Linked DNA regions of Mus musculus: regions 1, 2, 3, 4, 5 and 6 are each linked to region 7. Evidence: chromatin contacts called from public HiCAR-type, HiChIP or PLAC-seq and promoter capture Hi-C data. All regions are on one chromosome and are shown on one strand. The core of a region is the stretch at or near the end of the contact, and the rest is flanking DNA. Distances in the headings are between cores, read along the strand shown. Region 1 has its middle 13 kb from the start of Gm52192. Region 2 overlaps Ghr (growth hormone receptor). Region 3 holds the start of Ghr (growth hormone receptor). Region 4 overlaps Ghr (growth hormone receptor). Region 5 overlaps Rictor (RPTOR independent companion of MTOR, complex 2). Region 6 holds the start of Selenop (selenoprotein P). Region 7 holds the start of Rpl37 (ribosomal protein L37).

Region 1 (3,888 bases), core at 1,019-3,518, 1.9 Mb before region 7:
AATTCATCTTGCTTTGTGCTCAACAGCAAGAACAAGGTGGTCTGGAAGCACATGCCTGCAGAGTGCTCTCTCATTTTGATATCTAATGTTTTCAAATGTGGGTTATCCTTTAAAACAAAACAAAACAAAACAAAACAAAACAAAACAAAACACGGGTCAACCTGTTCTCTCTCCTCATCTCTTCCTTTTAATTGAAAGAGTGAAATGTAAAACTTTTGCTAGAACGGGCACCCCAAGTTTTAAATAGTTGCCTTTAGGTCCTTAAAGGAGAGAGGTTGTTCACTCTCTTCCACACCTCTCTCCATGAAACACTCAAATGAGTGGATTTTATTTTTGTGTTTTGGATTAGTTAATTGCAACAACTCAAAACATGCATTGGGTATACATGTTGGCCAACCAAGTTGAAGCTGGGATTCCAAGAAAACCCTGTTCATGGAACAGAGATCATCCATAGCTTTTGTTTGGTCTGATAACTTGTGACTGGAAAATCTCTCGAATGCTGAAACCTGCTGACAACTTTTTAGGGATAACCTTTCTTTTTTTGCTGTTCTTTAGATGTCTCGTGGTCCTGTGGCTTGCCAAGTCATGAGGATCCTGTTTTCATCCGGAGGACAATGCCTTTTTGCACAGTGCTTATCATTTTCTGTGCTTATCTGTTTCTGTGCTCTCTCTTCTGACCACAAGTCCCCTGTTGAGGTAGAAGGTCAAAGTCTTGAAATGGAATTCAATAAAACATCCAAGAGGGTGCCCACTGCTTTCCTCTGGCCTCTGATAGCTCCCTTATAATCTTGAGTTTAGCTAGCCTTAGATTTATCTAGGTCATGAAGCTAACCAGAAGTCCCTTTTTCTGACTTCTGATACCTTTTGACTCTCTTCAGTGATTTGAAATTCAGTGGCTGGTTACAGCTTGATCAAGGATACAGGGAACCAGCATTAGGCATCTGCAGTGCTTGTGGCTCACACTAGCAATATTCTGTTCTGGGTGGAGATCTGGGAAGTTCAGTTAGACCAAGACTAATCCAGGAACTAAAGCTTGGATCTGGATTCAGGCTCTTAAAATCCAGTTTTAAAAGGTGGACATTGCAATACCAGCCACCTTTCTCTAGAAATTTTAGGTATCTTTCCAGCCTGAGTCTAGGTTTTTAAGTAGTGGCCTGAAGAGGGCTGTCTAACTTGAATAACTCTTTAGTCTGCTATGAGTTGGCTGTTACCAATCCATTTGCTTCTGAGAAAGTTGTTGCTCAGAGAGTTTAGGTCAGCTGCCCAAAGTTAATCATCTGGTAAAAAGCAGATTCAGTGTTTTTGATCAGTTTTCCCCACAGCTATTCCAAAGCTATTTACCATAACCATGCTTTATTAGCTAGGAATGAAAGCATATGTTGCCATCAGATGCATTGTATGGATGGGGTTTGCTAACAGAATATTTGTTTTAAGTAACCTGGAAGATGTGTTTATGAGTTCCTAATTCTAAGTGGGCTCTTTCACCAGCCATCTTGCATGTGCCCCAGCGTGGTAGGTCTTCACTAGCTTCAGGAGGGAACAATGCAATAAACTAAGCTGTAGTTTTCAGATTTTTTCCTCTGCCAGCCTGGCGTGTGTATTGTGTTTCCTTTCCTCTGTGGTGCCAGCAGAGGTAGGCTTCAGATTCCCCTGTTTTCTCTTTTATGGTTTGCATGTGGAATTACAGCCCATTAAAATGCCATTGCCCTTGCCTCTCTTGCTTTCTGAGACAGTGTTACTCACGAAGGCAGATTCAACCCTCCTGCCTCCATCTCCCAAGTATTTAAATTCTAGCACCCTTTCCTCATTAGGAAAGTACTAAAGAACCAATTTGTCTACCCGAGAGGTTCAAGAGCAGCTTTTATCTGCACTCTGGCTATGCAGCACCACATGACTGCCAGCTAATTTCTCTCTCCCCTTTAACAACAGGTTCTTGTTTGGGGTAATTAGCTCTAAGTGAGCATCTAATTGGTGAGGTTTCAGGATTTCCTCCTCTCTTGGTTACTTTCAACACCGTAGGCCAGTAGCTCAAGTCTCTTAGCTTTTAAATGTTATTAAAAAGTATTGGCTTATTGGTTATCTGATTGTGCTAGCTATTAGTCTAGAGTAGTGTGTCCTCCGAAGTTGTTTTTCCTGGTTTATGAGTCCTTGGAAGATTGAGATCCATGCTTATTAATTTCCTGTTTTCATCCCAGGGCCAGAATGTGATCTCAGAGTGGAGCTTCCTCTTCTGAGGTCCAGGATAGAGGAGGGGTGACTCCCGAGAGGAAACAGAAGCTTATGCCAAACTCAGGGAGTTGGTTCATCCTGTCTCACTGGGATGTGTGTGTGTGTGTGTGTGATTTTGAGTATAAGATCTTAAATACTTGGGAGCCTGTGGGAAGAGGGAGGTAGTAGGTAAGATTTAGTGCCAGGATGTGCTTTGGAAATCAGGGTTGGAGAGCCTGTAGGCCAGACCTAGTGAAGGTGCACAGAGGCAGCCTGACCCAGCACACTGGCCTATCAGACATAGCACTTTATGTCTGGTGAGAGATTTTTACTTTCATTTTCTAAAAAGTTACTAACTCCAGGTTAGCTTTGATATTTTAATGAGTGGATGATTCTTCTTTTCTAAATCATTTCTGACATTTACATATTTATTTTGTTACAAGAGGGGACATAGTGTAAACATAAGCTAAGACATATTTAGTCCCATGACATCACTGATACCCAGCTCATGCCAGAACACGGGACATGCAGGAACTTGATCAAGACTTCCATATTAAGTTTCTTCCAAAGCAAGAGTGAGAGAGAACAACTGCTCTGTCTCTGTTATAAGGGTGTGGTGAGGGTTAAAATGGCTTCATCCATGCTTTCCAATGCTTATCAAGAGTCTGCTCTGTGTCTCCTGTGTTGTAGGCAGTGAGTTTCTCAGCGGGCAAGACCAACAAGGACCATGCCAGCAAGGCACTTACATTGCAATGTGTTTTCTCAGTTATAGCCTTCCCTGGAAGTCCAATAGGGAAAACAAACAGAAAGGATGAGAACAGGGGCTAAAGTTCTGCTTGCTTATCCCAACTAAGCTTCCCAATGGACTTTGGAAGGTCTGCTTGAAACTCGAATCAAGAGATATCTTCGCACTCGTGACGGCCATAAGCTGAGAACCTGAGTCACTCCCAGGTTTGCAAGTTCTCCTTGTGCTAGCTGCTGCTGTTGATGCTGCTCCGGCAGCCATTCCTGGCTGTGGCAGCTGTGGTGAGGGTTGGACTCTAGCTTGCAGCTGCCCCTATGTCTGAAGCTTTGTCTTGGGCTCCTGAAACCTCCCTGTTTAAAGGTGGTATGGGATACTTTTTTTCCTTGATTTAAGGTGGAACAGCTCAAAGTGACCTTGGAGTCAACATGAGGCTAAGCTTTGGCTGGACTCATGGTTACCTGGCTGATCTGCCTGCTTTTCCTGTTGTCATGACTCCATACGGGTTTCCCCGGTGGACATTCCCTGGACCATTCTGTCTTATCATTTGTTCCATAAATTCATAAATAACCCAGAGTCAAGAAATGTCTGGATAATGAAACAAACAAACAAACAAACAAAAACCAAACAAACAACAAACAAACCTGAGGTTAAGCACAAAGATGTGTTACCAACTTCATGAACATTCTTTCTTGAAACCACCCCCCCCCCCCCCAGTTCTTTAAGGTCCTAGGCAAATAAGAGCCTTGTTCTTGTGGTGAGGAGACACAGGGTTTGGGAACAGAGGTCATGTCTTTGGGCTTTGATCATGTGCTTCCATCTTTTACTGAAGTTCAGGTGACTTTGTGAGTCATGAATAGATGTACTGTCAGAGTTCTCTCTGAACTGCCCCATTCTTTAGTGTGGACCCTTTACCCATTTTTCAAGAGACTGAGTAA
Region 2 (3,866 bases), core at 1,108-3,607, 1.8 Mb before region 7:
TATTCTTTATAGTCACTGAGATGTGAGTTACACAGTACTTGACTTGTGGTTAGTTTTTGGCAAATAACTACTACCAGGACTGAGGAGAGCTACACACTATTTCTAGTGCTTTAGTAGGTCTAGATACAGCTGGGAATTGACTTTCAAGGAAAAACAGCAAAACTTTACTTGATCTTAGTCTTCATAATTAAAATTAAAATTAAAAATATTTCATAATTAAAATATGAACCCTTGGCAAGGTGAAACTCCTCATAGCTAACCAAAATGGAAGCATTTTTTTCTATTTGTCTACTCAGAATTTCTATATTAAGTATCTAGAATCCAACAGAACTTTTTACACCTCTGCACTTTGGGTATTTTAGACTAGGTAATCCATGTTCCCAGTGCCTTATTGTGCATTTGAAATATTTAACATCATTCCTACCCTCTGCCTACTAGATGCTAGGAGCACTCTTTGCATGATGGCCATGTCTCTCCACATTCCTAGAATTTACATCTTGGGCAACAGAATCACATTTGATGACAATAGCTTCTGAATGTAAATGTATCACAGAATTATAAAACTATTCTGATTACTTTTAACTTGAGTAATTGAAAAAATATTTTTTGTGTAAAGTACATGCATGCTATTTGTGTGTGTGTGTGTGTGTGTGTGTGTGTGTTGTAGGTATGAACATTTTATGGTATATGTGTATGGAAATCAGAGGACATGCTTCATTATTGGGTCTCACCTTCTTCCTTGTTTGAGACACATTTCTTTGTTCTTCATAATTGCCTATACCAAAAGAGATGATCCATGAGCTCTGGAGTATTGGAGATACATGCTGTTGCACCATGGGTTCTGGAAGTCTGAATTGAGTTCTCACACTTGCATGGCAAGTGTTTTGTCAACTGAGTCATCTCTTCAGTCTTCCCCCATCCCCTGACTTTGGATATAAGCAGAACATTTACTTAAGCATTGTGTAAAAGTATTCTAGAAGAGATTAGGTTCCTACTGTATGCCATACTCCTAGCATGTGCTTTGTTATTTCATACACACACTTCTGTGTATAAAATGTTGTGTGTTAGTGTTGTGATCCTCACTTATAGCTAACGGGATGCTTCTGAGAGGTCAGATAATTTCTTGACAAAACACAGATGCAGTAAATGGTAAAGCTGGAACATGAAACCACAATTTTCTCACTTCAAAGTTCTTCTCCCCATATGGTATGCTGTAGGATTTTTCATTCTTGGCATTAAGTTCAAAGAGTTATAAGCATCTATGAGCTGCTAGATAGCTGTAGAGACCAAGGCTAGAGACTAAGTGCTGTGGACACAATCTGAAAACACCTTATTTTTAACCTTTTACTCCATGTATGTAAGATAAATGGGAAAACATCATAATTATGAGAAACATATGCAATGCCTTCAGGATGTGCTAGATTTTTTTTTTCACAGAAATGAGAAACTGAAGATGTCCCAGACTGAAAAAAACCCGTCTGACTGATGGAGAAAATAAGACTCATAAGAACCCCAAATGAAACATTGTAACATATACTGAAAACACTATGTAGTGTTGTTTAAATAAAGGGGATGCAACATTCTAAGCTAGCTTGGGAAATAGGTTATTTACAGGAGCTCACTTCTAAATTTCCTTAAGAGGTCAGGAGGCTGGAGATATATATATGATTAGCCTATATATTGGTGGACAACAGTCCAGGGACAGCTCTCAAGAATAAAATCACTGCCTGCCATTTGGTCCTTCCTATTCAAGTCAGGAGCTCTGCTCACTTCTATCTATAACCAGAGGTCAGATATTCTCATAGAAATGACATTCATACAAGCACAGAGCTGTCTTCTGGGACATGGCTTTGGCTTATTTAGAGTCATAGATTCTTAGAGCTTGAAGCTAGCCAGACTTGCCATCCCATTTTACCACAAGCAGAAAAAGATGCTGTCTAAAGAGGGACCGAACTTCCAATGATCCTGTGGTTGGTAAAGAGTGAGAGTGTGTTCTACTGCCTCTATGAAGTAAAAATCATGGTTTCTGTTGTTTTGTGCTTACTATGTACCCAAGAGTTGCAAAGCCTAATTAATATCCAAGGGTACCATTTTCAGGGCTTGGCTTGCTCCTGAGCCCCTAGACTGTATGACAGAAAATTATGATGATTTTTAGGTCACAGCAATAAAGTGGAAGCTTATGAGAAATCAAAATGAAGAGTCATTCTGAATAGTAAGTTATGTTCCAGCATCCAATGAATTAAAATTTCACATGTCAAAAAAAAAAAAAAAATCACATGTCACTACATTTCAATACACTAGGTGGCAGCAAATAGGTATTTAGGTACACCGTCAATAGATAGGCAGACTGGAAACAAAATGAAACTAAGTCTTTGGGTTTAATGAAAGGGGATTAATTTCTTGATGCTCTCAAACATGTACGCCAAAGCCAGAGCTTTCTCATAAGCTTTCTTTACCAAGGTTGCCCTTACAAACTATTAGTGGTGGACAACTACAGCTTGGAGAGCTTGGAGCTGTTCAGGTTGCTGCTTTCTGGGGAGGCGTGGCAATAGGCTATATATTTCAAGAATGGAGAGTAACAGTCAGGGAGAGGGAATGGGCAGGTTTAAGGGAGCATGTTGCAGGATATGCTCCAGAATCAAAGGGCTGAAAAAGAGATGTTAGCAGGCTGGTGGGGAATCCTGGCAACAGAGATATTTGTTAAATTAAGTAAAATTAGTATCTACACGTTCAGCCATAGGGACCCAAAAGATTATCTAGTGTCGCAGTTGGTTATGTCAGGTGATCCATTAAGGGATAGAAAGAAATTAAGAGGGATTTCTAATACTGCGTATCAGATTCATACAGAGTCACTAAGCCCATGTACATGAGTCACATGCTATGGGAGGAACTTCACACAAAGAGTGGAAGGGTCATGATTCAGAGTGCCTGTTCATAAATTAATCCCTCATCTCTTGGCATTGCAGAAGTTTTTCAGGCTCTTCTTGGCTGATTTAAAGGGTATATGGACTGAAAAGATGTAGCTCAGCTATAACTGTCTTGTAACAAAGAAGTGGCTTAAAAGATTCATATAAAGAAATTTCAAATCAAAGATGAGCTGATAATGTTGTCTTACTGATCAGAATGCAGCCGATGGCATGCTCTTCATAGCCTTAGAACAAGCTCTCAGTTGCTCCAAGCAAATCCAATGGACGGTAGCCTCCAAATCAGAAAAGGCTCTGAAGACTACTCAAACAGAGATTAACTTCTATTCTTATTATGGATGGACTTCTAATTTGATGTGTACTGCAACACCTTTAAAATAACATGTTGATAAACAAGATATAGACTCTGCCTTCAAATTCCTGTTTTATAAACCACTAAATGAGAATTATCTCTCCCTAAATAAGTAAACTTGTTTAAAGTATATCTCAAGAAGCATTCTGCTCTAATAAATATTAAACACCTTTCAGAATATCATTTGATTCAGCTATATATAAAATTTAAATATGTATATATACATATGCATATAGATTATAGTGATATGTGTTGAATTCAGGGCCTGAGTAGAAGCTAAGAAAGCTCTCTACCACTGAGGTATATCCAATCCTATGAATTTATTTTTGTGTATAGCCTATGATAAACAAAATAGAGTACTATGTATGTGTAAGGAATTTTTAAGCATGTGAACATGCAAACTGGCTATATGACTATGATACTAATGGGCTATAGGATCCAGATTTTTATGACTTGAGACAGCTTAACATATTTATAAATAAATAAGTAAAATGAAGCAAGAGACCTAGACTCTCGGTCTTCTGAATTAGTCCACTTTCCATTACCATTAAGAACTATCTGATGCTGAGGAACTTATAAAGAAAAGACAT
Region 3 (4,329 bases), core at 1,313-3,812, 1.5 Mb before region 7:
ATATGTTTATTCCCAAAAGAAAAAGGAGAGATTTTTGAATGTAGGTTGACCAATTTTTTCCTTTAGACTAATGTGAAGCCAAAAGTTTATAAGGACGGAAGAAGGCAATGAAGACTGGATAGGGCTTTGTAATCTACAAATGATAATTGCCCAGAGTTTCTTGGCAAGCATGCACCCTTTAGTCCACCCAGAGGTCTCTATGGAGGGGAAATGAATGGCTGGAGACCTCTTGGCATCTAATCTCAGAACAGGGCTTTGCTTTTCTCAAAAGGAAAAATAATGTCCCAGCTACAGAATATACATACATACTTGTATACAGTCATAAGCACATACATATGTATATGTGTGCCCAGCATATATGTTATATGTATGCATATTATATATGTATAATATATACATATACAATATACGTGTGCACATTTAAAATATACATATTGTATATAATACATATATAATATATAGTTTATTGTACATATATAATATATAAACAATGTATAATCTCTGATACTTTGTTTCTGTTATTTTACTTAATTTCTATGTAACATTTCAATCTGTGAATATATTTCAGTAGCTGCCACATCAAGAATAAGGTGATACCTCTTGTGATCTATGTAGAAAACAGCTACATAGTTCTAGTTGCTACCACAGATCCAATTTCTGTAGGAAGAGGTAAGCACTGTCTCAGCTACATCCGGGGAGTTGAGGAGGAAACACCCTCACTGAGACCTCTTATCCCCACCCGGACACAAACAGCAGCACCCGGGAGACAGACAGATCCACAGTAAATCTGCTCTGGTCTCTCAAATTCTGTAACCACACATGCATACCTCTCCTAGACATTTAAATGCCCTCCCACTCAGCTTTCCTGAGAACTCCAGAAACCCCCATTTCCAGTCCTCAGACCTTCCAAGGCAAGTTAAGTTAGGTATTTTAAAGTCCAGGAAATTTATTCCTATTCAGGAACAGCTGTGTCTTCTCAACTCTCTGCCTTCCCACTACCTTTCTCTGTCAGGCCAAGACCTCCTGGAGATACAAACAGCAGGCAGCATCTCTATGGTTTCTTTCTCCCACTCAACACCCTGATTCAGGAAGCCAACACACCTCCCAATGCGCTCCCACACACGCGTGCAAACATACAGCACACATACATACTGCACACCTCTTCAGCACACACATCAGAGCTCACCACGGAAACCTGCACCCTGGTCCCAGCAGACGTACTCCCCGGTGCTATATATAAAGTCCTTGCCCAGAAATAGATTTCCCCACGCACCCACAAGCGGATAGTCCCATGTTACAACCACTGCTTGCAGCCAGCTCTCTCCCTCTCTCTCTCCAGACGTGACCCGACTCACCCGCTCAGCTCTCAAGACTCTGCAGTTCTATCAGAACTTTGAGCCTGGTTGATTTCATAACCACGAGTGTGTCCAGCGCCGGGACAGTTTGGCTTGCCACAATTTCCACTCACCCCAGTTCATGGAGGCTCTGGCGTCGGTGACTCTGACTCCAGCTCCTCTGCTTCCAGCTTGCAGCTGCAGCCTGCACAGACTGCGCAAAGGCAGAGCGCTGCGGGGGTCGCGTGCTTCACAACCCACCCTCCGGAGTCCCTCAGGCCATCACACCCAACCAGGAGCTCGCTTCAGACAGCAGCAGCAGCTTCCACAGTCCTTGCTCCAGGTTAGCAGGCTGATGGTGACAAACACACTCGCGAAACTTTTAAGACCAAGAAAACAGTCTTAGGAAGAAACCTCTCCTTGCATCTCACAACCTGGTTGGAGCAGGCTCCAGGCTGGGACAGTTCGCTTGCTGCCCCCCATTCCTTGTCGCCCACATCAACTTTCAGCTTCACTCAGCACCAAGAACAACTTACACACACACACACACACACAGGCGCGCGCGCGCACACACACACACACACACACACACACACACACACACACACTTCTCCAGGACACGGAGGATCGGGTTACACCAACCCATCAGCAGAAAACAACTTTTGAGAAGGGAATACAACCCACTCTAAACTCATCAAAATAAAATAAAATAAAATAAAATAAAATAAAATAAAATAAAATAAAATAAAATAAAATAAAATTATCGGGGCAAATACATAAAAGTGACCCCAATTTTTCACAAGCAGTTGGCATGCCCGGGTCTACTCCCAGGTCTCCTGGCACAATGTGAGGGAAATAAGAACTCCCCTCCAGTACCTCGGAGTTTCGCCTCGGGAGACAGAACGCGGGTTCGTGTCCGCTTGGGGGCTGCTGGAGCCGAGGCCTCAGGCCCGCGTGGACCCAGCCCGGGATCCCCGCGGCTGCCGGGGTTCAGTAACAGCCGTCGCCGCCACCGCCGCTGTAGCAGCCGCCTCTGCCAGTGCCGCCGCTCCCTAGACCGCCTCCTCTTCCCATGGCTGCGCCCTGCTTGGCAGCTCGTGGGTTGTCAGGCTTGGGGAGGAGGAAGGGGGCGGGGTGAAACGGGAAGGGAGGAGGGGAGGGGAGGGGAGAGGAAGAGAGGGGAGGGGTGGGAAAAGGCGGCTGGCGTTCGGCTCTGCGAGGGACCCGCCGCCGCCTCGGGGATCCAGGCTGCCTAGGGGAAGGGCAGCGGGAGCTGAGGGCAGCTAGCTCCGGGGCCGCTGCGGGGAGGCTGAACGCCGCCCCCGCTACTCAGTCCGCAGGGCTGGGATGAAGCTTTCTGGCGAGGAGTTGCGAGTTGGTGCGTGTCGCTCTCAATTGGGCGGCAGGGCTCCTCCTAGAGGAAAATATTGGTAGTTGCGGGAGACTTCCCTCCTCTCCACCCATCGGGTTCCCCCAAAGAAGGCAGTATCTAGAAGTCCTCAAGAACAGGCTGTAAGTTCAAAGAGAGCAGTGCACCTCCTGCAGGTACAGGAAGAAGTAGCCTTGGGAAGTGTGATGAGTCTACTAGGCTTTTTTTTTTTTCCATTTTTTTTATTTTTATTTTTTAAAATATTTTATTACATATTTTCCTCAATTACATTTCCAATGCTATCCCAAAAGTCCCCCATACCCTTCCCCCCCACTTCCCTACCCACCCATTCTCATTTTTTTTTTGGCCCTGGCGTTCCCCTGTATTGGGGCATATACAGTTTGCATGTCCAATGGGCCTCTCTTTCCAGTGATGGCCGACTAGGTCATCTTTTGATACATTTGCAGCTAGAGTCAAGAGCTCCGGGGTACTGGTTAGTTCATAATGTTGTTCCACCGACAGGGTTGTAGATCTCTTTAGCTCCTTGGATACTTTCTCTAGCTCCTCCATTGGGGGCCCTGTGATCCATCCAATAGCTGACTGTGAGCATCCACTTCTTGTAAGACTATGCCGGGGTGTACTAGGCTTTTATCTGTCTAGTTGGTTCCAATTTTCAAACTCCTGCTCACTGGGACATTAAAGACATTCCAATCCGAGAGGTTAAAATAAAAAAAGTGGAGACAAAGTAGGTAATTTACCAAGAATGCATGTTTGTTTGAAGAGAGCTATGTTAGTACGGAACACAGGTCTGCAGGGAAGGCACGAATAAGGTCCAGCCTGAGGTTTGTCCTTGTTTGTGACCTAGAGAAAGACACAGTTTGTCTATCAGACAACAGGCTCTTGCTACCTAGGTCCATTTTGTTGAAAAAAAAAAATTAACCAAGATGGGAGTTGTCAAAGCACTTCTTAAAGTCAGAGTGCTGTGTAAGTATTGTCACGAAGCACCAGACGGCTTCACCACTCTCTTCTCCAGGCATAGAGTACAAAGGTACAAAAGTCCAGCCCCGGGGCTGTCTAGCTGTCTTGTATCTGGTGGAGCAACTGGTCATGTGGTCTTTTTACTGTTTGCTTTGTTCTGACAGCTAGTTGTAAGCTCACTTATCTTTAACCTTCCTAACAGCCTCAGCTTTAAAAAGGACCCCCACCCCCTCTTTTCACTAGCTTTCAGACCCAGAGTCACAGTAAAACGTTTAAGCACTGCAAAAGAATAAAATAAGCAATTCCACACTAAGGTGATGGATGGGGTAGAAACGGAGAAACAGAGGACCAAACTCTTTGGAACTTCTGTTTTCAAAGTAACCGTGCAATTGGAAACATTCTCAGCATCTTTTCTCATGAGCCCAGCTGTGTCTCAGCTGTCTCTTATGCATCTAGCATACGGAAAGGGGAAGAGATTCTGGAGATGATATGGATCGTGACTCTGCCAGTCAGGCATTGGGGGTGGTCTGGTTACTGTCCTTGAACCAGTCCTGTGTCACAGGCAGGCTTTCTCTAAGACAATCTCCCTCAATCCCTTGCTTTCCATGTTAGGATGAAGCAGTAGGGGTGCTTACTGTCTCTGGAACT
Region 4 (3,812 bases), core at 430-2,929, 1.7 Mb before region 7:
GCTGAACATCTTACAAGTCCACACTTAGGGGCACCTCCAAGGGAATGATATTTAAACCTCACATCACAAATTTACTGTGTAATTTACTCATGCAATTCAAATTGTGGTTTTATGACACTCATTATAAACAATTAGCAACTGCTTAAAATTAGCTAGGTATCCCCTTCTCTCTTCCTTTTTTTTTTTCCTCTTTTTTCTTTTCATGAAATGGCATCTAGTATATACTCTTTCAAATAAAAAAATCTATTCCTATAATGTAATTAAACAAACTCCTACTAAGATTTTTAGTGATGTAAAGGAGTTAAGAAGAGCATAAAACATGACCATTGAATTAAAGGCACAATGTAATTAATTCCTATAGTCCATACACTTGATTGTATTTTATATACACACTAAGCAGGACTGAGGTGGAGAACTTTGGGTCCCAGCACCCCCACCTTACCAGTGGCTTTACCACTAATCAAAGTAAGCACACATAGAAACATACAAACACACAAGTAATCAAGATTTCAGGAGGTAAATGTTATCATTGAACAATGGACAAAGTTCCATAGTAGAACAGAAGGCAGGAAACCTAGCCTTGGAGGATTTGTGGAACCTTTTTCTGTGAGCTGAAGGTTGAGTTTGGTATTGTAGATAAGGGGAAGATTAGCAAAGACGGGGGGGGGGGGGGCGGTGTTCGATGACATGTAAAAAATAGGCTGCTTATATGAAGGCAGAATTGTGAGGTATATATGTAAATTTGGTTCGGGAAATAAATTCCATTTTTTGCCAATGCAAGCATTATATAAATACTACCAAATATCAACAACAATAATGTTAAAAACAAGTTTGTAAAACAAGGCATAATAAAGCCTTCTCTTAACCTGCAAGCATAAACAAAACAGAAAAATAAACCATGACCTCTATACAGAAATTGAAACATAAATCCTGAAAAATACTTTTTGCTTATAAAATTCAAACGCTGTCACTTTTCCTGTTACCAGTATCCCAAAGAGAGAAAGAGAAAGGAGAGTAGTTTGAATTATAGTAACATATGGAAACCATCAGTGCAAGTTAGTAGAATGACAGAAATTCTTACTTGTCCCCAGGCTTGGATTGATTCTTTGCAGAACTGGGGAAGCTTTGCCAAGAGTAGCTGGTGTAGCTGAAAAAGAAAGAGAAGAAAATCATTAGTCATCCCTGTAGAAAAACGATCTTCTGTGACCCTGTTATAGTGTCATTTTTGTATAATAGGCTTCCATGCCAACCCCCCCCCATTAAAATTAAAGCTGTATCTATGCATTAAAAAGAGCTTGTAAAGTCAGAGCAAATGGAAGCCTTTTGGTTGTCATTACCTCAGGTCGCATGCCCAGACACAATACAGAACAATGAGAACAATTCCACCATCTATCCTTTGAGTTCAAACTCAAGTTTCCCTTGTGCATAGGAAGGAGAACACAGGTTTCTTTAGAAAAATACAAATCCCACATTTAATTAAAAAATTATTTTTGGAAATACTATAAGTGAGAACATTCCTGGGCATGGGGAAAGAATAAGGGGAAGGGCAAAGCAGAACAAGTGAGGCCCTGGAGTTTTTTGAATAGGCAGCAAGTGAGTCAATCATTGTAATACAGCTGGGAGCAGGCTGTCTGGAAGGTAGGCAATAGTGGAAAGTGCTCAGTAAGGCTCCTTCCAGCTGGGTTCCTTTGCAAAGGCCCTAGCTACAAAGAGTCTGACTTGTTGTCTGGTCTTGGTGGAAAGTGTGTAAGAGGACTGGATAGACCAGCTCTTGTTACTACACAGAAACAACAAATACTGAGATTTAAATGAAAGCAAGGGAAGCTATGTGTGACACTGCTAAATCTATATTTAGTCTTCCCACTGTATTTTAACATATACATTTTTAAAATATTTGTAATACTCAGAGCGATGAGTCTTTTCATACACTAATGAGTTGAGTAGTGGCTGGGGATTTCCTCCCTCAGGATGGAAGCTGGCATGGGAAAAAACAGATTTATGGTTGTAGAACTGGAATTTTTTTCAGTGTTATTCAAAGCCTCTAGGGAGGAAGGAGGGTCTAATGGCTAAGCTCATCACCAATGGTCAGTGGTTTAATAAATGTAGTCAGAGAATACAACATTCACAAAAAATTGATAGTATGAGTTCAGAAGCTTTCAATTGGTTGATAACCTGGAGATGCTTAGAGGGCACAGTGGCTACAGCATGTTCTTCATATGTTATGGTTTCAATATGGAATTTCCTCTAAGGGCCCATGTGCTAAAGCTATGATCCTCAGCCTGACACTACTCAGAGGTGGTAGGAATTTGAAACATAAAGGTGAGTTAGGAGGTCTTCCCATCACTTGGGGGTAGGGGGGTGGGGGACAGTGATTTTAAAACAAAACCTGGACCCTTAGCAATTTCTTCGTCCCAAGGAAAAGTGGTTTCTCCACATGCTGCTGCTACAGTGTCCTCCATTTCATAGGCTCAAAAGCAGTGGAACCAACCACTCATGCTCTGGAAACTCCAGAGTTCTCCAAACCTGTGAGTCAAAATAAACCTTCTCTCTTCATAAGCTGATTGTTTCAGATATTTGTTACAGTAGCAGAGGCTTATTAATATAATACCTCATTATCTGTCTCCTTTGTGATGCCCTCAGTAAAAAGCCAAAGTCATTAATTTAATGTCTGAGTTCTGTGAGCTGGTGTAGCAAATTCATCAACTCTAATAAATGAGTCATGGGAACCAGCTTGAAAAAAAAAAGACATTTCAAAACTTTAGTACAGTCTATTTATAAATTATAGCAAAGAAATCTTTCAGAAGTACAGTATATTACATACATTTGTCATCTGAAGTAGGAAGCAGTTTTGTGGGGCTGAGCTATCAAGATGAGTGATGTGAAAGTATCTGTAGGTAGTTTGCATGGGAATTGAATTGTATTATAGGATGTTCCCTCTCACCTCGGTATTAGCCAATTGTATTCTCACTTAACATTTTGGTGACCAAAGGGCACCCAAGTATTCTGTTTTCAAGAGTGTGGCCAGACACATTATGTTTGTTTTCCCCATATTCTCTCAGACAACTGATAATATTGTCTTAGTGGAAGGCCATACACTGGGTACTCTGTCTCACATAAAACACAGGGAAGAAAAAGAAAAGAAAATATGGGCACATCAGTACTCAGCACACACTTCACAGCTCTGCCTACATAAACCAACATACACAGGTGAGACCCCTCCCTGCCTCACTCACCCTAATCCCCCTGCCCTACCTGATGGGAATTTCAGCTAGCAGCTGTAGGCTGTGCCCCACCCTGTCAGAGCTCCATCTTCCTTCTGGTCCACCCCTACACCTGAAGCAGATGCAGATCAGCACTCTGTGCCCCACCTCACAGCTCCACCTGCCTTCCAGGAAGTCAGCTCCAATCTGACACTCATAACTCAGACTGCCTCCCAGGAGGCCTGCTCATACCTGAGACACACAGCTCCACCTTCATCTGGGAGGCCTGCTTCAACATGGGACACCCAGGCCAGCCAACACCAGAGACAACCAGATGGCAAAAGGCAAGTGCAAGAACATAATCAGTAAAAGCCAATGCAATATGGCACCATTAGAACCCAGCTCTCCTAGTACAGCAAGCAGTGGATAGTCTAATACTCCTGAAGAGCAAGACTGTGACCTTAAATCCCATCTCATGAAGATGATAGAGACCTTTAAAAAGGATATAAATAAGTCCCTTAAAGAAATGTAAGAAAACACAATCAAACAGGTAGAAGCCTTTAAAGAGGAAACAAACACATCCCTTAAAGAAATACGGGAAAGTGGTTGGGT
Region 5 (4,224 bases), core at 1,126-3,625, 1.6 Mb after region 7:
AGCAGGGACCGTGGGAGTGGTGGCTAGACAGCAACACTAAGACGCAAGACGGTGGGACAGAAACTCAGCAGAAGACAAAAGACAGGCAGTTCAAAAAGTCGAGGGAAGAGGTCAGTCTAAAGTTGTGGTTAAGTAAAACTTTAGATGATAGAAATAATGCAGTGTATTTTTATTACACGATTACAGATTTTTTTTTTTTTAGAAATTCATTAAAGAAAAAGGTTCCATTTTTCAGCCCAAAATTGTGCATAGACAAGCATATAAATCTAAACTCATATGTAAGGTATTTCTGTGTTTCTTCTAACAGCTTCTTTGCGATATTGGCCATAGTGAAGAAAAACTGGGCTTTAATTATGAAGACATCATAATTTGGTAAGTGTAGTTCAGTTTTTTCTCCCATCCCTTATTTTAGTAATTTCTATTATAACAATTTAAGTCCGAGCTAGGGTGCCTGCAGCACATGCCTGGTTCTGTAGACACAGTGTTTGGCTGAAAGGAGCAGTCAGTAACTTGGCTGTGTGAGCATTAGCTCAGATTTTGTACTGCTGGGTACAAAGAACTAAACCTAAATATCCAGAATTACACGAACTTCTCCAAAAATTGTAATTAAATATTAAATTTGCAGACTGAATGTCTCATTCTTTCCAGGAAACGTTAGAACAACAACAACAACAACAAAAAAAAAACCCTAGATTTTCCCTAAGAAAGAATGTATCTATTACAAACTTGTTGTAGGCTAATAGGTAATTGATCAAGCAGTTTCAGTGCCACTTTTGGATGTTCTTGGGAGTAAACATTAATATAGTAGTATGTGTTTACTAACTACTGTTAACTATCTTGTTATTGAATTAAACTAATTATCCTTTGAGACATGTGGAAGCATACATGCAAATAAAGGATACATTGTAGAAACATCTAAAGATACAGTTTGAAAAGACTATAGGATTTCTTCTTCCATTTACACAATCTGCCAGAAGATGAGTAAAACTCCCAATTGGCTGGATTAGTGTGACTATTCAGAGGAAGCACAGAATAAAGACATCACCAAATACAATTCTTTACTTTGTAGTATTTTTTGTTTGGTTGACTTTTCTTAAATAGAATTAATTGTATATAACAAAAAGTTTGGGATACCTTAGCCATGAAAGAACTTGATATGGGAGTAAATCCTAAAGTATGAAAAATCTGAAATGCTCCAAAATCCGAGACTTTGTTAGAGCCATCTCAAGCATTCACAAGGTTGGGGGGTCTAGATTTTCAAGTAAGAGATACTCAGTTTGAAATAGTCTTGAAAGTAGTTTCAGTCTAAAAATACAAGAAATCAGAACTACTTCTCGTCCCAAGCATTTCACATGGGGGCAAAGTAACCTCTGCTGAACTGTGGTGTCTTTGAAGCCTGTGTAACAGAACGTTTTTGTTTTCCTACAGTTTGCGCTTAGCTTTATTAAATGAGGCAAAAGAAGTAAGAGCAGCCGGGTTGCGAGCGCTGCGCTATCTCATCCAAGATTCCAGTATTCTCCAGAAGGTGCTAAAACTGAAAGTGGACTATTTAATAGCTAGGTAATGTTCTGAGACGTGCCTGTCTTTCTTATGCCTTTAAAGTTTTGTGTTTAGCATCCAGCCAAACCTGTACAGATTTTTGGTGTAAAGCTTAATTTTGCAAAGGTGCATGATCAAGTAAGACCAAGACTAATGGTGTTTTTAGCAAAGGAGGGACTCCCTTTATACTTTCAAGCAATTGTAAATAGTTTTCTCCTTAGAGATTTGTTTTCCTGTCTTTGCATTTCACATTACATGTTAATTAATGTGTATAATCGACATATGTAAGTATACATTTATTGTTTTCTCATCATCTGTAAGGTTCTTCCACATTGATCATATCTGTTTTTAAATTTTATTTTTGCTATGAAGTATTTGGTCTTATGCTTAGGACATGCTTGAATCTGTTCATTCAGGATAGTTTTCAGTGTTGAGCTATTTTGAATGAATCTGCCCTGCAATCTTGTGTAAGTCTGTGAGGTGCTCACTTCTTAGAAGCAGGCATAGAGAAGGAGATGTTGGAACCTGATGCATGTGTGCTTAGCTATGTGATTGTGGTCGGCATCCCTCTCTCTTTGTAAAATGTATTTTTATTCTTTAATCCCTTTTTACAGTCTGGACTTCATCCCCCATCCACTCCCTATCCCATACCTTCCTCACCCCAGTGTCCAAAAGGATGTCCCCACCCCCATCCCACCCCCACCCCACCAGGCCTCCTCTCTCCCTGGGGCCTCAAGGGTTAGATGCATCTTCTCTCACTGAGGCCTGACCAGGCAGTCCTCTGCTGACTATGTGTTGGGGCCGCAGGTTTTTTCTTAAGACACGGCACTGATCATTTAGATGCCGTGACTGTTTGGTGAGCTTTAGTCACACTTACTGGGTTTGGGACTTCTGTTGTTTGTTGCGGTAAATCTCCTCCCAAATAGGCCCGGCAATGAAAACACAACACAGTTACTATGATTACATGCTGTGTGCCTAGATTGGGCAGATCTACCGCTACACTACCATCTTCCACAGCTTGTGAGACCCCCTTAGAACTTGCAGTTTCTTCAGGCCATGTGCTTCTCCTCCGGCTCTTCTTCTTCCTCCTCTGCGTCCTCTCTCTCATTTTCTCCTTCCTCTCTCTCCCACCTTCCACTCCACCTTCCCTTTTATCTGCCTAATCATCAGCTCTCCTTTATTTTACAAATTAAGGTGGGAAGCAGGTTTACAGGAAATTACCTGAGTGCTGACTCATTCCTTGTTCACAACCCCTCACAAGAGAATGGAATTAACATCAAATACAGTTAGCCCCAGGGCTATCCACAACAGTTGTTTGTTGTGGGTTAATTTATTTATTCCTGTTGTTGTATTACTTTGTTTTGACAGGGTTTCTGCTACAAATTCCAGGCTGGCTTCAGGCTTACTGATTCTCCTGTCTCACCCTCTTTAGACATTGTAGTGGAGGCAGTGCCATTATTTTTTCTTCTGATTTTTAGCTACTAATATATAGATAATAGGACGTACTGTCTTCTTTTACAGCAGCCTTGGTAAATCCCTATAGTTTCCCCAGTCTATGGAGTCCGTGGGCCTCCCATGCTTGTGAACTCCTGAGGACTCACCTCCAGGACCCTTAGCCTTAGTCTTGCTTCAGTCCTCTGCTTCTCGAGAACTGCACTGCATCCGGACGTCCCTCGTTCGCGTGGAAGGTGCCAAGTACTCCACTGGCTTGACTTTGCGTAGCTGTTAGTAAACTATGGCCCTCACTTGTATTTTTGAAGTCAATTCATTCATTCATGATGGCTTCTCATTTCTAAATAGACTGAACACATTGGTATTTAGTTTTTAGTTCTGCTAATACATACTTCTGCTTTGGGTACTATGTAAAGATACTATGTAAAACTTGTGACTTGTGTTAGTATTTCCCCTAGGTGGTTACAACTAGACCATGAACCTTACAGGGGTGGGTTTTGTTTGTTTTAATTGTGGCTTACTTTGCTTGGTTGATACAGCACTGTTGAGTTTTCTGTGTTGGTGTGTGTCTGTTTGGGACTCACTAAGGCTTGACTTTGGTGTCTTGGAGAGGTCTGTCTGGGTGCTGCTTCCTTCTGTCCTTGTCTGGTCCTGTAGCATCCGTCAGACACTCTCCTGCTGCACAGCTCCCGTCACATAAATAAATTCAAGCTTCTCACCTTACGACATGGGCGTTTTTTGTCTCATTTGTTCTTTGCATTTTCTTTTCTTGTGGTTTTGTTACAGCTTGTGTTTTCAAGACAAGGTCTCAAGTAGCTCAGGCTGGACCTGATTCCTGGACTCCTGCTGTGTTGGAGTCCTCCATTCCTGCTATGGCAGAGGAGTGGACTGTGCCTTCTGCACTGTTGTGCTGGGTGGGTTGTGCCGACCTAACCCTCACCTGCTTCTTAACTCCACAAGTGTTACTGAGCCCATTCAGTGTTTACAGGCGACATTTGCCTGCCCGTGTTTGCACCTCATGCTTCCTTGGAGTGCTATTTATTTGGCAGATCTTGTACTGTTTATTGTAGCACAGGCCTATAAAAGGTGAATTTTTCATCTTTTACTTGTTCATGAACATCTCTATTTTAATCTGCTGTCTTAAGGTTAATTTGATACTAGTAATTTTTCTTTTTTTAAAAGAGATATTTATTAACTATGTATATGAGTATTTTGTCTGCATGTATATATATG
Region 6 (4,296 bases), core at 1,747-4,246, 1.8 Mb before region 7:
CCAGCACCTCTTCTCCGGTGTCAGAGGCTTCCCATCTTCTTTTGTGTTCTGCACTTGCCTCAGGCACACACATTGCTGGGTATTTTCCCTTGGAGCCAGCCAAACAATCGACAGAGATCCTTTTAGGGAAAAAGAGGGACCTGCCAAGCTACTGCCACAAAGGAAAAGAAAAGGAAAAGATTCACACAGACCACCTGATTGTTGAGACCAGTCAAGAAAAGAAGTGACAGAGAAATTGACTGGCTTCAGAGAATAGGCACATGTGCCTTAATTTGGGGAAGACATTATTTACCTTGGATTCTTATGGGGATCCGAGATCCCAGTAGGTAGGCGACTTGGTACAAGTGAACAGAGCAGGGCCCTCCAATGCCTTCTACTTTCAAATGAAGTTTCTCTACGGGAAGAATAACAGATGAGACTGTGTTTTCTGTACGCTGAGCAACAGTAGTTAGCACATGGCAATCAATAGGGGCTTGTTTGTTCAAAATGCACCGACTATACAAAGGGAAAAAAAGGCTTACTTGAAAACATCGCTACCAAGGATGACATCATCTATCATCCATGTTCTGTCCTGCTGGCCCCCAGCTGAAGTTAGGCAGGAACTGAGAGAAGGAAGGTCTTAAGGAACATTAAGCAGTAGGGTGTCATCCAAAGCATGCTTACCAGGGATACAACTCATTCTTGAGACTATGGAGAAAGAAGAGAGGTCCTCCCAGGTATCCCCTCAGTGTGGGGTTTGAGTACTGGGCCTACATGAGGGGTTAAGGAAGTTTGGCTCAAGGTTACAGGTGAGCTTCTTTTTATTATTATTATTATTATTATTATTATTATTATTATTATTATCATTAGTATTATCAACCTAAACACCTTTATGTTGGAACATTTAAGGCCTTGGAGGCATGGACTCAAAATTGCTGAGAAAATCCAGAGGCTGGCTAGGGTTACAGTGTGGTCAAGACTCTTTTGAGTTTCACTAAAGACATAGAACTCAAGTAGGGGTGGGGAGACCTACATATTCGCTGCCTTGGCCTCATTTAAGCCCGCCACAGTGCAGCAGCCACCGGAAAGAAGCATTCCCCTCCTGGCCTCTTTTACATTGAAATTCTGTTCCTCCCCCAATTCCAACTAGTAATTTGTTTGTACAATTCTTATCTTTGTAGATATTTCACATCAGAATCTTTAACATTATTGAGGGAGATCAGTGCACATGGTTGCTACTGCCCTCATCAGAGAAAAAGTTTCTTTTGCAGTGGGGGAGGGGGTGGCAGAGAGAGTCACACTAGTCAACGTGCACAGAATCAGTGACTGTGGAGTCTTCAGTCTGACATCTCTATCAACTCCCTCATCCAAGATGTAGAGAGCACCACAGAAAGGTAGAAAGTTTGAAATAGCCAGAGGTTAGGGAGGACCACCCAAGATGCAGGGAGCATCACAGAAGGGGTGAAAAGTTCATAATAGCCAAAAGTTGGGGAGGACTGCCCAAGATGCAGGGAGCACCACAGGAGAAGGGGTGGAAAGTTTGTAAGAGCTAGAGGTTGGGGAGGACCGCTGCAAAGCAGTGATTTTTGGATACCATAGGACGATTGTGCTCCTGCACCCACCCACACAGCTGTTGTTAATCAAGTCTGTTTACATTTCCTCATGTGTTGGGGAGTACTCAGGAGGCTCCCACCAGGGCTGAAAAGCTACTAGCAGTTGATGGCCACTGGGAGAGAGTCATTTTTCTTCAAGGGTATGGCTTGTGTTAGGTTGCTCATGCTCTAATGGACAGCCCCGTGCCTGTACAGGTATCAACAGCCTTAACTGCACTCGGTAACAAAGCCAACCAACTAATCAAAACCAAACCAAACAACCCCATATGAAGCTGGGAGGAAAATGTGTTGGGGAGGGGTCTGGGAAGAGTTGGAGTGGGCAGTAGGGGGTCCCAGTTAGATCAAAATATATTGTATACATGCATACAGTTCTTAAGAGAAATAAAAAAAGCATAAAACATAACCCTGAAGCAACAGCTAAAAGAGACTCTGTTGGGATTTATAAGTAGCACTACAGCTGTGAGAAAACTGTGGGTTCAGCCCTGGAAGTAGCTCAGAGGGTAAAGGCTGTTGCCGGGCAAGACCCGAATTTGATTCCTGGAACCCAGTTAAAGGGGAAGCCAATTAAAGGAGAAAGGAGAGCAGGCAACTCTACAAAAGTGTCTTCTGACCTCCATGTTTGCCCTGAGGCAACCATGTGCTGCCCCTCCCCCTTCCTTAGTGTGTGTTTGTGTGTGTGTGTGTGTGTGTGAGAGAGAGAGAGAGAGAGAGAGAGAGACAGAGACAGAGACAGAGACAGAGACAGAGACACCGAGAGACAAAGATACACAAAAAGAATGAGCACTACTATATACATTTTAAATGAGGCCTGGTTTCTTTCAGATTGAAGACGATTTTCTTAGTTCATTATATTAAAGGAAACCCGCAAGAACAGAGCTCCCACGGGATTGCATACCAATTGAAATTCTGCTGAGCACAGCCAAACAAAGATAGGTCTATAGTAGCAGGAGACCAAAATAATGTGACAGCAGGTGACTTTTCTAAAGAAGCTTTCAGTGTGGGTTTAGTATAGAACTTCCTCTTCATAAAGGAAAAGGAAAACAAACATGTTTTCCCTTCTTTTAAAACAGCTGTGTAACTTGCTGGCTAGGCAAATGTTTTTCCCTATTGTAGTTTCGAAAGGAAAGGCACTTGGAGGACCTCTCTCCCCTTAGCCCTTCCTTCCACCCTGGACTGTACCATTCTTAGATTATAGGGTGATCAAAAGCAGAAAATAAGTTAGAAACTCGTCAAAAGTCGTCCGTCTTCCCTCAGTAAGTACTGCCTCAGCTGTTTAAACTTTCTTCTCATTGTGATCGGAAACTGTTCAGGGGCTTGCTGCATTTGCAAGGTCGCAGCGGGAGGGAGCACCGAACTTTGGACTGCACCTCAGAGGGCGAGGTAAACAACAGGGCTATAAAAGTCAGTGTCAGCCTGTGGCTTTGGGGAGCTGCTCTAACTAGAGCAAAGAGACAGGACGAAGCTAGTCCGAAGGGGTTGCGTAAGTAGGACTTGATTCTTTTACAGTTTGGGAAATATTTTTTCTTAGGTAAAATACGTTTCTCCCCCGCTTTAAAATAGACTTAGTAAAAAGATGACTAAAAGACATTAAAAGCATTTTTTTTGTTTAATGAACAAGAAGTGTCGGGGAAGAACAGTTAACTTTTTTTTTTAATTTTATATTTTTATTGTTGTTGATTTTTGTCCTTTACTGTGGGCAATGTAAAATGCAGCTGTTTCTCTCTGCAGGGAACTGTGGTGTCATATGGGCAATATTATCTCACTAAATTCCAGGGTTTCCCACGAAGGGTTAGAGTGAGGACAAACAAGAGGGAAAGCTAGTGGATTTCAAGAGCAGAGATGGGACAGACGCCTGTCGCACCGCACTGTACTGTAGAGGTGTCCAGGGAATTCGGAAGCAATTTCAGAACTGGGAGGGAGCAGACTGAGCAGGCTCCATCCCCAGGGCAGGGCTCCATCCTTGCTTTAAGGCAGTCCAGGTGGTGTCCTTCGGTGGGGGAGCTTTTGAATTTAAGTAGAGGGTGGAAGCCTGAAGGTGGATGAGGGGCTTTTTTTTTTTTTTTTTTTTTTTTTGACAGGGTTTCTCTGTGTAGCCCTGGCTGTCCTGGAACTCACTCTGTAGACCAGGCTGGCCTCGAACTCAGAAATCCTCCTGTCTCTGCCTCCCAAGTGCTGGGATTATAGGCATGTGCCACCACAGCCCAGCGGATGAGGGGCTTTAAAATGCTGGTCTGTTTTTGTTGTGGTCTTTGTTGTTCAAGGGGAGAGGATGTGTGGCAAAGAGTATGCTTGCTTTCCTTTTAATGGAGTACAATCAATTGTAGTTTTGAGCATGAACAGGTATCTAGGCTTGCAACTGAAGACTGTAATCGCTATAACCACTGTCCAGTTATTACTGGATCTAATTTTGTTATTTGCCTTCATTCTTTTTATATAGCTCTTCGACAGTTACAGTTAAAATGCAAAGCTTATTCCATAAAAGCAACCTTAAGCAAAGTCAAGCAGCCTATTGATTAATGATGGGAAACTCTGCAAGTGGAAACTCATCTTCTCCAGCTTTTCCTTTGTCCCTCGATCATTCTTTTCATTAGAAACGTGGGTGAAATAGTCTTCTCATTTATGTCTGCCATTTAGCCATTTGAAAATATTTGCCTTATGGCAGAGTATCAAGGGCCGTGTCTTCATGCTGCAGTTCTATAAAGAC
Region 7 (3,872 bases), core at 406-2,905:
TCCTTGGTGGTTTAACGCCCAGCCTACCCTTTCTTCACTAATGTCATTTTTCATAGTCAATGCTGTAGACACAACTCCATGACCCCATCCCAAAAGAGCTGTTTAGTACTCCAAGCGAGAGCATCCAGTGACGTGATAAATCCTGAGGTGGCAGAGAGCACTAAGGTTTCAGGTTAGTTAACCTTGAGATGGAGAAATTATCTAGGTGGGGTGAATGTAGTAACAAGCGGTCTTAAAAGTAGAAGAACACAGAAAACTGTACTACAACGTAAGGTAGGTTATTACTGGCCTGCAAGGTGAAAGACAGCAATTAAACAGCGACTGAGCAGAGCTACACCTCAGCACTACATTTCAATTTTAGTCAAACCAAGCCTCACTTGTGCTTCCCAGCAGAACTGTGAATGAGGCCGGCAGTGGTGGCGCTCGCCTTTAATCCCAGCACTTGGGAGGCAGAGGCCATACAATTTTAAGTGTGCGATACAATTTTGTTATCTGTAGGTACAGTAATGCAAGAGGACCCTAGAATTTATTTCCCATAACTGAAAGTTTACACCCGTTGACTAAATCTGTGTTGCTTCATGCTACTAAATTTATAGCAATTTGCCACCCAGTCTCCTAAGACTTATTTATAGTCCAGTTCAACCATTTGAATGCTTGTTTGCTTTCTCTCCCGTGTGCCCTATCTCCTCCCTCCTCTGATTTCAGTTTACTACTTCTGAGTGGAAAGGATTATACATTTTTCTTTCTACTCCCCTCCCCTAGAAGAAATTGGTACGATTTGCTAACAAAAAACAAAACAAAACAAAAAGCTTCCTTGGTGTTTGCTTTGTTCTGCTGTCCACTATCTTAAGATTTTTGAATGTGATAGACTAGCGATTCTCACATTTGTTTTAGAAAGTATGTAGATGGTATGACTGAGACTTTTCCCCAATTCATCAATGTTCGTACTATATTCTCCATGTTTCCTACTGGGATTGCGGACAGACAGTTGCATTAGCGCTAATCAAGGATGTCTAGGGTTACTTATTTCAAAATGATCTAGGAAAGTGTTTTATACAGTACAGACTTGCAAACTGTACTCAAGTCTAAAAGGGTCAGATTTCCTGGTGGCGGCGCGCTGGCTGGAAGCTGTTATTTAACAAGTTCCGCGTGTGATTCCTTGAGTGCGATCAAACAACTGGCCTCTGAATGACCACCGCGTGAAATCGAGTCGGCCCGAGTCAGAAGCTAACTAAGCTCCTACCCTCGCCGAGACACTTCGTGACTCCATCCTCTCACCAACTCTCCATACAGGCAAGCGAGCGGCCACATCAAAACGAACCTGGGAAGGCTGGCTTTCCCGGATCGGGATCCCAGTCCCAGCACTGCACAACCGCCAGGGGCGCCGCCACGCACTGGGTGTCTGACTCCCCTCGAGCCCCGGGACCGGAAACCAGACGGACTGCCAACACCGCAGCAGCCCCGACACCGCCAGAAACCCTCTCCAACCAGGAGGCGGGCCGCTGGGGAGGGCGGAGCCACAGCGCCAGGCACGCCCCCTACCGGTGTTGCAGCCCAATCGGCTCCCTGGCTCTCTCGCCCGGGAGACTACACCTCCGCACCCGAGGCCTGATAGGGCTGCACCAAGACCCGCCGGAAGTAGTTTCCTGGGCGGAAGCTTATCCACAGGAAGTGGCGGGGGTGCTTTCTCTTCCGGTCTCTTTGGCCTCGCCGGTAGAAGCAAGATGGTGAGTGTGGTTTCTGGGCTCTGTAAATCTCTCTCCATCCTTCTTCCTCGGGCTGTCCTGCCTGTTGCCCGGCGCGTCGGTGACAAGGTTGCGAGTGAGGGGAGCTGATGGGCGAGGAGACGGCGTGCTGTGGTCCGCAGGAACTGGAAGGATGGCTGCTGTGTGCAGAGCCCGGCCCACGGTCCTAGCGCCGCTGTGGGTCTCTCTGGGCTTTGGAGGAGACGTACGCACTGCAGCCCCGGGTGGGTGATCAGGACAGGCTTGGGGACATCTGTCCCCAGCCGCCGAGAAACCGGCTGCTTGGTGGGCAGTACCGCGACTGAGAGACGGGCAGAATGTTGTCCTTAACGCCTAAAGCCAAGGAGGCTTAGGTCCGCGCAGAGTAAGGCATTATAATGGTCGTGTGGATAGCCGGTAGTGCTTCCTACCTACCCTACCTGTGTGCTAAGATTTAAATCTTTACACCGTTTTGTCCCGTGTGGATCTTGTTTACGTCTCATCCATACTCATTGCTAAGAAAATGCCAGAGTACATTGAGAAGTCAGATTTCAGAGTTGCTTATATGTGGGGTTTTTTTTCCTGCTTTTTCTTTTAATGTGCAGACGAAGGGAACGTCATCCTTTGGTAAGCGTCGCAACAAGACGCACACGCTGTGCCGCCGCTGTGGCTCCAAGGCCTACCACCTTCAGAAGTCGACTTGTGGCAAGTGTGGCTACCCTGCCAAGCGCAAGAGGAAGTGTAAGTACTGTAATCCGCAGGCGGGCTTTTACCTTGACCTGAGGTAGCGATGTAATAGAAAACACATTTGGCACGCAACAACTTTGGAGGTTGGTTTGTTGGCTGAGTGGTTAAAACATAGTAATGACACTACTGAGAAAATGGGCTGACACTGGGTGCTTGGGAAAACCATTTGGAATCCTATTTTTTTTATTAGATAACTGGAGTGCCAAGGCTAAGAGACGAAACACTACCGGGACTGGTCGGATGAGGCACCTAAAGATTGTCTACCGCAGATTCAGGTACAGTTTTGGCTAAATGTCATTGGTCCTCCAGGGTAGGATGAAACTTTGCACTCTTACTGAAGGGTAGGAATGATACTGGGGTTTGGTGTGGGCCTGAGACGCCCACATTTGTCAAGACTATGAGTGGGATCTGGGGGGCAGCTTACTTGGATCTGCCTCCAGACTTTGCTCAAGTCTGCTAAGCTGTTCTGGGTGCCAGTCATAACATAGATGGGTATCTTTTTACTGGAGGCTAGGCCTTGATGTTCCTTAAAAGTACAGAATCCCCAGCCCCCCTCTTAGACTTTCCTGTGGGGTCTGTGCTTTGACAGGTGCTTTTGTGTTTGTCTCTGTTTTAAACTCAGTCCAGTTTTGTGAACTTGATGTGTAGTGGCTTGCTAGTGTTTGATAGGCTAGTGGCATGTTTTGAGCCTGATTAACCTTTATGTGCTTAGAATCACTCATCTTCCTATGTAGTATTGAGTAGAAATGAGTGCTACTTAACATTTAGACTTCTGAGTTGAGCAGCTTCAAGATCCTGTTAAGCTTGGTCAGTGTTTCCTGTTACTAAAGGAAAGGTGCCAGGACCTGTCCTTTATAGCTTAAGGAATAGCTTCATAAATACTTTAGTTCTTGTGGAAATAGGGAAAATGAGCCCAAAATTGTTGAGACAGTTAACTTTAATGTAATGTGGGTGTCTTGATTAGGGTAAACTAATAGCTTATCAATGATGTCCTAAAAAATAAATGTCTGAACATATGACTGCTATAATGATTTCAGCATTTAACTGAGATAAGCTCATTACGGTCTGCTTGATCAATTTGGAGGCAATGTTTGATATTGCTGCTTTAACTTTTTTTCTTATCTTTAACATGGCACAGACATGGATTCCGTGAGGGAACAACGCCGAAACCCAAGAGGGCAGCTGTCGCAGCATCCAGTTCTTCTTAAGGATTTCAATCAGTCATAAAATAAATGTTCTGCTTTCAAAAATTCTGTGGTGATCTAAGGTACTTTAACATCGGTTCAGAGTTCGGTTATATGATTGCTCTGGGATCCTACGCTTCTTCCTTCATAGTTCCTGTGGGTCCGAAGCTGGGAGGGGCTGGGTGGACTCTCGGGAAAGATACTCTGAGCCTGTCTC

Evidence for each region. Promoter capture Hi-C pulls out the DNA fragments that hold promoters and counts their contacts. HiCAR-type assays count read pairs that join an accessible place to other places. HiChIP or PLAC-seq counts read pairs in DNA pulled down with a chosen protein or histone mark.
Region 1: a contact with region 7 is called in a promoter capture Hi-C map of liver, with 2.0 times the contacts expected there. The contact joins the enhancer-like site here to the promoter of Rpl37 in region 7. A contact is called at or near these places in 16 of 39 promoter capture datasets (the 3T3-L1 cell line, 3T3-L1-derived adipocytes, the C10 cell line and 10 more), 3 of 484 Hi-C or Micro-C datasets (brown adipocytes and cortical neurons), 6 of 115 datasets of contacts at active chromatin or transcription factors (the NIH/3T3 cell line, T-cell acute lymphoblastic leukemia, extraembryonic endoderm stem cells and 3 more) and 1 of 9 other capture datasets (liver).
Region 2: a promoter capture Hi-C map of pre-B cells shows a contact between it and region 7, with 4 times the contacts expected there. The contact joins the enhancer-like site here to the promoter of Rpl37 in region 7. A contact is called at or near these places in 9 of 39 promoter capture datasets (the 3T3-L1 cell line, 3T3-L1-derived adipocytes, the C10 cell line and 5 more), 2 of 484 Hi-C or Micro-C datasets (the N1E-115 cell line and cerebellar granule neurons), 3 of 115 datasets of contacts at active chromatin or transcription factors (large pre-B cells, pro-B cells and stem cell-derived neural progenitor cells) and 1 of 9 other capture datasets (liver).
Region 3: a contact with region 7 is called in a HiCAR-type map of astrocytes, with 5 times the contacts expected there. The contact joins the promoter of Ghr here to the promoter of Rpl37 in region 7. A contact is called at or near these places in 6 of 39 promoter capture datasets (the 3T3-L1 cell line, 3T3-L1-derived adipocytes, the C10 cell line and 3 more), 2 of 484 Hi-C or Micro-C datasets (the N1E-115 cell line and cortical neurons), 3 of 115 datasets of contacts at active chromatin or transcription factors (astrocytes, embryonic stem cells and stem cell-derived neural progenitor cells) and 1 of 9 other capture datasets (adipose tissue).
Region 4: a contact with region 7 is called in a promoter capture Hi-C map of the 3T3-L1 cell line, with 6 times the contacts expected there. The contact joins the enhancer-like site here to the promoter of Rpl37 in region 7. A contact is called at or near these places in 9 of 39 promoter capture datasets (the 3T3-L1 cell line, 3T3-L1-derived adipocytes, the SN4741 cell line and 6 more) and 1 of 115 datasets of contacts at active chromatin or transcription factors (large pre-B cells).
Region 5: an RNA polymerase II HiChIP or PLAC-seq map of embryonic stem cells shows a contact between it and region 7, with 7 read pairs. The contact joins the enhancer-like site here to the promoter of Rpl37 in region 7. A contact is called at or near these places in 10 of 39 promoter capture datasets (the 3T3-L1 cell line, 3T3-L1-derived adipocytes, HPC-7-derived erythroid cells and 7 more), 3 of 115 datasets of contacts at active chromatin or transcription factors (astrocytes, embryonic stem cells and stem cell-derived neural progenitor cells) and 2 of 9 other capture datasets (adipose tissue and liver).
Region 6: a promoter capture Hi-C map of pre-B cells shows a contact between it and region 7. The contact joins the promoter of Selenop here to the promoter of Rpl37 in region 7. A contact is called at or near these places in 16 of 39 promoter capture datasets (the 3T3-L1 cell line, 3T3-L1-derived adipocytes, the C10 cell line and 10 more), 3 of 484 Hi-C or Micro-C datasets (B cells, CD8 T cells and pre-B cells), 8 of 115 datasets of contacts at active chromatin or transcription factors (the NIH/3T3 cell line, T-cell acute lymphoblastic leukemia, embryonic limb bud and 5 more) and 3 of 9 other capture datasets (liver, macrophages and pancreatic islet).

The regions. Positions count from the first base shown.
Region 1 is chr15:3,226,118-3,230,005 of GRCm38.p6, forward strand. No RefSeq gene overlaps it. Among named protein-coding and RNA genes, the nearest start is that of Gm52192, 13 kb to the left of the region's middle. Within about 2 kb of position 2,269, at least 44 of the 459 cell types and tissues checked have an H3K27ac peak or open chromatin away from gene starts, as enhancers often do. A contact at or near this core is called in the HPC-7 cell line and liver, where this site is marked.
Region 2 is chr15:3,354,139-3,358,004 of GRCm38.p6, forward strand. All of the region lies in intron 3 of Ghr (growth hormone receptor), which reads right to left. The region is part of intron 4 of Gm41254 (a long non-coding RNA gene); the gene reads left to right. Among named protein-coding and RNA genes, the nearest start is that of Ccdc152, 53 kb to the left of the region's middle. Within about 2 kb of position 2,358, at least 27 of the 459 cell types and tissues checked have an H3K27ac peak or open chromatin away from gene starts, as enhancers often do. A contact at or near this core is called in the N1E-115 cell line, where this site is marked.
Region 3 is chr15:3,580,790-3,585,118 of GRCm38.p6, forward strand. It overlaps Ghr (growth hormone receptor), which reads right to left and starts at 2,563. Exons shown (of 11, transcript NM_010284.3): 1 at 2,211-2,563. RefSeq lists promoters at 2,299-3,772, 2,299-2,483 and a cis regulatory region at 2,619-2,753.
Region 4 is chr15:3,387,567-3,391,378 of GRCm38.p6, forward strand. It overlaps Ghr (growth hormone receptor), which reads right to left. Exons shown (of 11, transcript NM_010284.3): 3 at 1,082-1,147. Among named protein-coding and RNA genes, the nearest start is that of Ccdc152, 86 kb to the left of the region's middle. Within about 2 kb of position 1,680, at least 25 of the 459 cell types and tissues checked have an H3K27ac peak or open chromatin away from gene starts, as enhancers often do. A contact at or near this core is called in second pharyngeal arch cranial neural crest, where this site is marked.
Region 5 is chr15:6,744,021-6,748,244 of GRCm38.p6, forward strand. It overlaps Rictor (RPTOR independent companion of MTOR, complex 2), which reads left to right. Exons shown (of 38, transcript NM_030168.3): 4 at 308-372; 5 at 1,429-1,560. Among named protein-coding and RNA genes, the nearest start is that of Rictor, 38 kb to the left of the region's middle. Within about 2 kb of position 2,376, at least 15 of the 459 cell types and tissues checked have an H3K27ac peak or open chromatin away from gene starts, as enhancers often do. A contact at or near this core is called in embryonic stem cells, epiblast stem cells and stem cell-derived epiblast-like cells, where this site is marked.
Region 6 is chr15:3,267,981-3,272,276 of GRCm38.p6, forward strand. It overlaps Selenop (selenoprotein P), which reads left to right and starts at 2,997. Exons shown (of 5, transcript NM_009155.4): 1 at 2,997-3,072.
Region 7 is chr15:5,114,958-5,118,829 of GRCm38.p6, forward strand. It overlaps Rpl37 (ribosomal protein L37), which reads left to right and starts at 1,656. Exons shown (of 4, transcript NM_026069.3): 1 at 1,656-1,727; 2 at 2,330-2,465; 3 at 2,662-2,746; 4 at 3,610-3,872. The coding sequence starts at 1,725. The coding sequence ends at 3,679. It overlaps Snord72 (small nucleolar RNA, C/D box 72), which reads left to right and starts at 3,464; the gene lies at 3,464-3,523. It also overlaps a transcript of Card6 not described here.